Regions from separate parts of the Zea mays genome. Here region 2 is linked to region 1. A link is a contact called in public Hi-C data. All regions are on one chromosome and are shown on one strand. The core of a region is the stretch at or near the end of the contact, and the rest is flanking DNA. Distances in the headings are between cores, read along the strand shown. Region 1 holds the start of LOC100286037 (regulator of telomere elongation helicase 1). Region 2 holds the start of LOC103652610.

Region 1 (3,082 bases), core at 400-2,899:
CAAATATAAGTACTGCATTGTCCCATGGTATGCCATTTAGGGAACGACGGTTTCCCGGATCAATAAGATAGTTGTAAGGGGCAAACAAAATATCAACCGACTTTGAAAGTTCCCGGGAGATGTAATATGGGCACCTCAAGTGATAAAGAAAAGAATGTCATTTGTGGGTCAAAAATCTATAGGCATGCTTGCTATTTCTCTAAAAATGAAAAAATAGGGAGAAAACATTTGAAACTTACGGGCCCTTATGCCTCCCAATATTTATCAAATCTTCTATATCAAAAGGCTCATTCCCAAGCTCAGGTTTGTTTTTTATGAACTCTGCAGGAAATGTCATTCATGTGTGATATCTGTGTTATTGATAATAGAAATTTATTTGAAATATAAAGAAAAAGTAAGATAAAACAGAAGTATTCAACCAGTATTGAACCAATGTTGTTTTTAAGGCACTAGGGAAGGCCCTCAACTTGAAGAGCCATTTGCAAGAATAAAATAATAAATCATGGCATTCAGAGATACAAAACTTTGTATCAACCAAAGCAGCTCGAGGTTATTATGAGGGCACCAATTGCAAGAATAAAATAATAAATAATGGTCAGAATTTGTGTATGCATTTTCCTTTTAGGTTGTTGTTTATTTTTGTCTGCAGGGCCAATTTTAAGACTTATCAAACAAAAAACAATTCTATTGCAATTACCAGCAACATGGTTATTATGAGGGCACCGTCGTTTCTTGCAGAGGAAGTGACAGGCATTGTTCTGTGCTCTTCCATGGAGTTTGCTCACTTCGTCGTGGATGCACATCTGCTCACGGGAACCTAGCACTGCCATCTTCGGCCTGTGTAACACCATCCGAACCATCAGAGACTCTGGGATGAGTCAATCTGCAACTGCAGCTACTGAAGACATATCCAGCCCTCAGCACCATAGCATTCATGAGATGTTACTCAACAGCACAGTTCAGCACAATCAGCTCTCAAATAAAAACAAGGTACTGGGGTACAAGTTCGGTTACCGACCTGTAGCTGGTAGCCTTGAGCTCCTTGATAACCTGCCGAAGCTGGCTGTGGGTCCGTGAGGCGTAGATGATGACTGGGTACCGCGACTGCTGCTGCTTCTGAGACGTAGAGTCCTCTGACTGCTGGCTAGCGGACGGCTGACTCCCGTAGGGCAACTGCTTAGTCCCACCGCCCCCACGCCCGACCCGCAGGAACTCGCCGAAAGTGCGGCGCCACGCGAGCGACGCACACAGCAGGCACAGTGTCTTCCCCGTACCCGTAGGACTCTCCAGCAGCGCGTTCTTCCCCTGTCCATCGATACGCCGAGGCAACGCAAACGCGAAGCAGTCAAAACTCAAAACCGAGCAAAACTTTGGGCACGTGAACGTCGCAGTGAGGGTAGGGTTTAGCACGCGGGGTTGGAGGAGCGGGGAACTCTGGTCACCTGTTGCAGGGACTCGATGACGCGGTCCATGTAGGTGATCTGGCAGTCGTAGGCGTCGAAGGGGAAGTCGACGTTGACGCCGCGGATGCTGTAGACCGGCATTTTGCCGACGGAGGCGGAAGAGGCGGCGGTGGAATGGAGCAAAGCTTGCGGCGGAAGGAGACCGGCGGACCTCGAGACGGCGCGGGCGCGGGCGCGGCGAATAGGGACTAGGGAGGGCGAGGGCCGGAGGGGCTTCTTGTCTGATTTTTCTTCGGCGTTGCTGAACCACACTTGGGCCGTATCGCACAACCCGCTAAAATTTAGCCATGTCCCATCGAATGTTTGAACCTCCGTTCCGGGTATTAAATGTAGTCGGATTATAAAACTAATTTGTCAGCCGAAAATTAAAAGACGAGACGAATCTAGTTCAGTTGGTTGGGTCTATATTTCATACTCCTATTTAAAAGTCAAACGTTTGATGTGACCCGGGCTAAACTTTAGCAGGAGCAACCAAACACCCCATAGACGTTGTGTCTAATACTCTAATGTGGTTGTGCTGGGCCGCTTGATTGACACGTTGCAAATCCAAAAGGTTTCTTTTTTTATCTCCATAAGACCATAACTATCGATGCATTATATCACTTTCTTTATCAAACTTCAAAACTATACAACCTATCCTTCCCCTACTGGAATAAAAATCATTTTAATGTCAAAGTTGTTTCATCCATTTTATTCTTCAAAATTTTATTAGGTATAAGAAAAGGGCAGTGTTTGGAAGACGCGTTTTTTGTTTTTCTTGAAATAGGACTAATTCATGTAAATTTTTTGTCTGTCTCCTATAAAATTTTTGCATTCCGAATTTCTACTATTGTAAAAGCATCAGTTTTCTGGTTTCCACGAGGTCTCTTTTGCAAAAAAAAACATTATACTTTCGATACATGGAGTAAGGCATTAAAATGACGGTTGCTCCTTCATCAATCAGCATCCTAGAAATTGGTGTTACGTTTGTGGGAGATGGATATCCCGGGTCCACACGAGCACAAAAAAACGTCCGGGGCCATCCAACAGGCGCCCTCCTGGGGCGTCTTTGTGGTGGGCCGAATAAAGGAAACCAGCTGAGGCAAACAGTTTTGATATGAAAAAGGCCCACATCCGAGTTAGGTGTTGCATGAGCGCGGGTATGTTAGGTTGGGTTTGTTGCGCCCACCCGATAGACTGAACCACCGGCGGTAACTCGGACGCGGGAGCATAAGATTTCCCCAGGATAAAGGAGATTGTCCGCTACAAATCAGGATATAAGCAAGGAGATTGTGATCGACATCTGTAGGGGGTGCCCTCTCTGGTCATGTATATAAGGCCAAGAGGCACCCCTACCATTTTCATCTCACCCTCAACCCATCATTCTCATAGCCACAACCTATAACTCATCTCAATACAGAAAACCACTATAGGATGTAGGGTATTACGCCTCTCGAAGCGACCTGAACCTGTTCAAACCCGAGTGTTTCTCTCATCGTGCTAATGCACGAACCATCGAGTCACAATCAATGACATCGTCCTACTCAAAAGCACCATGAGGGTAAACCCGGGGTGTGCGGTCGGACAACAAACACTGACATCTGGCGCGCCAGGTAGGGGTGCGTCGTCGATCAATGCTG
Region 2 (3,082 bases), core at 265-2,764, 300 kb after region 1:
GAACAAAGCAAAATCCGAGAAAGGCCGGTCCCCTCACCGAAAATGCGGCAAAAGCCTTCAAGCGAGTACCAACACTCCCTTCGAGGCTCGGGGGCTACTGTCGGGTACCATAATTAGGGGTACCCCCAACACTCCTAATCACGGTTGATAAACACCCTCAGACCAACTGACGGGCACGGTTCAAGTCAAGGCTTCGTCTACCCAAGGGACGCGACCTCACCCAAGCCCAGCCTCGGGCTGGAGCAGTAGTCCCAGACGAGTTCACGCCTTGCCCGAGGGCCGTCTCAGGCAGCGGGCACCCCCTCGGCTCTCCCGAAGCCCGACTCGGGCAGGCTTCGTTGTGAAGCAACCTTGGCCAGACCGCCTCACCAATCGACCGCTTCGCAGGCGCATTCAATGCAGGGGACGCCTGACGCCGCATCCTGACACACGCGCCTCAGTCGGCCAGGCCGAAGTGACCGCAGTCACTTCGCCCCTCTTCTTTACTGTCCGATGTGACGGGAAAACAGCGCCGCTCGCCCCGCTCCGACTGCCGTGCCAACCACCCAGGCGAAGACTGACAACAAGTCACGATCAACCACCGAGTTCGGCCTCGGGCGCAATAGGAAGCTCCGCCTCGCCCGACCTCAGGCTCCGGCCTCGGGAGGAGGTCTCCGCCTCGCCCGACCCCCGAACTCGGCCTCGACCTCGGTCTCGGGAGGAATCGCGTCCTCGCCCGACCCGGCCTCGGCCTCAAGAGAAGTCTCCGTCTCGCCCGACCTTGGGCTCGGACCGACCGCGCCAACAGGAGATACATCATTACCCTATCCCTAGCCAGCTCAGGCTACAAAGAACAAGATCGACGTCCCATCTGGCTTACCCCGACGACGGGTAATGATGGTGCCCCGCGTGCACCATGACGCCGGTGACTCTCAGCCCCTTACGGCAGCAAGGAGACGTCAGCAGGATCCTTGCCGCACTGCCAGCTGTGCTCCTACAGGACTCAAGCACTCCTCCGACGGCCACGCTATCACGTGTACAGGGCTCAAGCTCTCCCCCGACGGCCACGTTGGCATGTACACAAGGTTTAGGCACTTCTCTGCCGGACACGTTAGCACATAGCTACACCCCATTGTACGTTTGGACCCTCTCCTTGCGTCTATAAAAGGGAGGTCCAGGGCCATCCTGAAGGAGGGTTCGCGCGGGGGAAAGGAGCGAACGAATGGGCTCCCTCTCTCCCTCTCTCCCTCTCGCGACGTGCTTGTAACCCCTACTACGAGCGGCACCCCTGGTGCAGGATAATACAATGCTTGCCCCGCATCTTGTGTTCCATCCCGCGCCAACCCATCTGGGCAGGGACACGCAGCGACAATCTCACTCGTCGGTCCAGGGATCCCCGGGTCCAAAACACCGACACTTAGTTTTGGCTTTATTTTATTATGTCATCTCGTATCTATGACTAATTTGATCATATGTGTCTATAATTTATGAGTCCAATATTATATCGGTGAAGTCTTCGTAATGCCAAAATTGTCAATGGCTCGCACCCAAGCAGCAAGGCCTGGAAGCCAAAGGCTGCAATCGAACACTCCGGTACTTCGCCACACCGCGAAAGCACGGCGGCTCCTATCCCGCGCGGGCATCGCCATGCCCGCTATCCCCCTCGTGATCCCCAACGCACTAGCTGGCTAGGCGCTCACCGACGTTCCTCTCCATGGCGGCGTCGGAGCGGGAGGCCGCGCTCCTCACACGCGTGGCAGCGAACCACCTCTTTCTCGCGCAGTTCGAGCCCCTGCGTGCGGTGCTCCTCAGCCTCCGCCGCCGTGACCCGGTGCTATGTGCGGACTTCCTCCGCGCGGTCGCCGCTGCGGGCGGCCGCGTCCCGGGCGTGCTCTGGTCCGCTCCCCCTGCCTGCCCGTCCCCATCCCACCTCGCCTGGCTTGCCGTGCTCGAACTCGCCGCCCTCCCCTCCACTCCCAATCCCGAGGCGCTGCGCCTGAAGGCAGAGTTCCTGGTCCTCCTCCAGCCCATCGCTGACGACCCCGCCATTGGCGCCGAGGCCAGAGAAATCCTCACGAAACTGCTGGATTTGGGGGTGACGAGGTTGAAGCTCGAGGTCGAAGGCGGAGGGGACGCAGGTGCTAGTGCCGAGGAAGCCTCCGTGAAGGATCTGAGAGGGCTATGGGAAGTGTTCCTCGACAACGCCTTTGTGTTTGATGCGTTGTGCATAGGCGTCTCGAGGCAGATCGCCTTGGACAGGGGTTTCGGTGTGGATGTGCTCCTATGGCTGCGGCGGAACGTGCAACTTGCCCATTTGGATGCCGTGAAGACTCTTGTCACGGAAGGTGATCTGGATGCTGCTCCTGGCCATCTTCGGTTTCTTTGCCTTGACCATGGACTGGAGAAGGATGAGTACAAGTAAGGGTTTAGTGGATTGCACATCTTTGTTTGATACTATTTCAACATCTGACCTGGGACATTAACTAGCGTTGCAACCTGAGCCATTTAATAAACAAGTCGATCGTTTGTGGAATAGTAAGGGCAGGATTTAATGTTGTTTTACGGTCAATAGTAGCAACATACATAAACTGGTAACATCTAGCGCTTTGTGAAGCAGGATTATGTGATCAATTGTATGTTTGGAGATAGCACCATCATATTCAAGTTCCTGTTTTCAGATCAAACATTTTCAATTGATTTCAGATTAACGCTAACGCATGCAAACGGTCAACTAATTCTTATGTTATGCATATTGATCTCAGTTCAGCTCTGGACTTGGAATCTGAGTACACGCAATACATTACTGAAATTGATTCCTTACAGGGTTGTCATAGCAGAGCTTCTCAGAAAGGGATGGGCAAAAACATCCAATTATGGTGGAACATGGTCTGAGTTGCAGAATAGGATAACTAAATTATATGGAGCAGCTCTTCAATCTACTAGTCCCGAGCTCGTGCAACTTGTTCAGGTAATTACAAAATTCTCTGTTTCTTGCTGGCATTCTTCTCTCATTGAAGTGCTTAGCTATGAACTTCTTGGCCTGTTCAATTTGTTTCCAGTTTTTCCTTTACTGGTTTAGAAACTGCACCTCATGTCAGAAAAC

The links. Hi-C and Micro-C count contacts between places; a contact is called where the count stands out from the background.
Region 2: a Hi-C map of leaf shows a contact between it and region 1, with 2.0 times the contacts expected there. The contact joins the promoter of LOC103652610 here to the promoter of LOC100286037 in region 1. A contact is called at or near these places in 6 of 25 Hi-C or Micro-C datasets (leaf and an unstated tissue).

Annotation. Positions count from the first base shown.
Region 1 is chr3:227,711,490-227,714,571 of Zm-B73-REFERENCE-NAM-5.0, forward strand. It overlaps LOC100286037 (regulator of telomere elongation helicase 1), which reads right to left and starts at 1,650. Exons shown (of 23, transcript NM_001361377.1): 1 at 1,443-1,650; 2 at 1,019-1,305; 3 at 698-837; 4 at 240-321; 5 at 1-134. The coding sequence starts at 1,544.
Region 2 is chr3:228,013,735-228,016,816 of Zm-B73-REFERENCE-NAM-5.0, forward strand. LOC103652610 reads left to right here and starts at 1,515. Exons shown (of 35, transcript XM_020550577.2): 1 at 1,515-2,397; 2 at 2,803-2,947. The coding sequence starts at 1,694.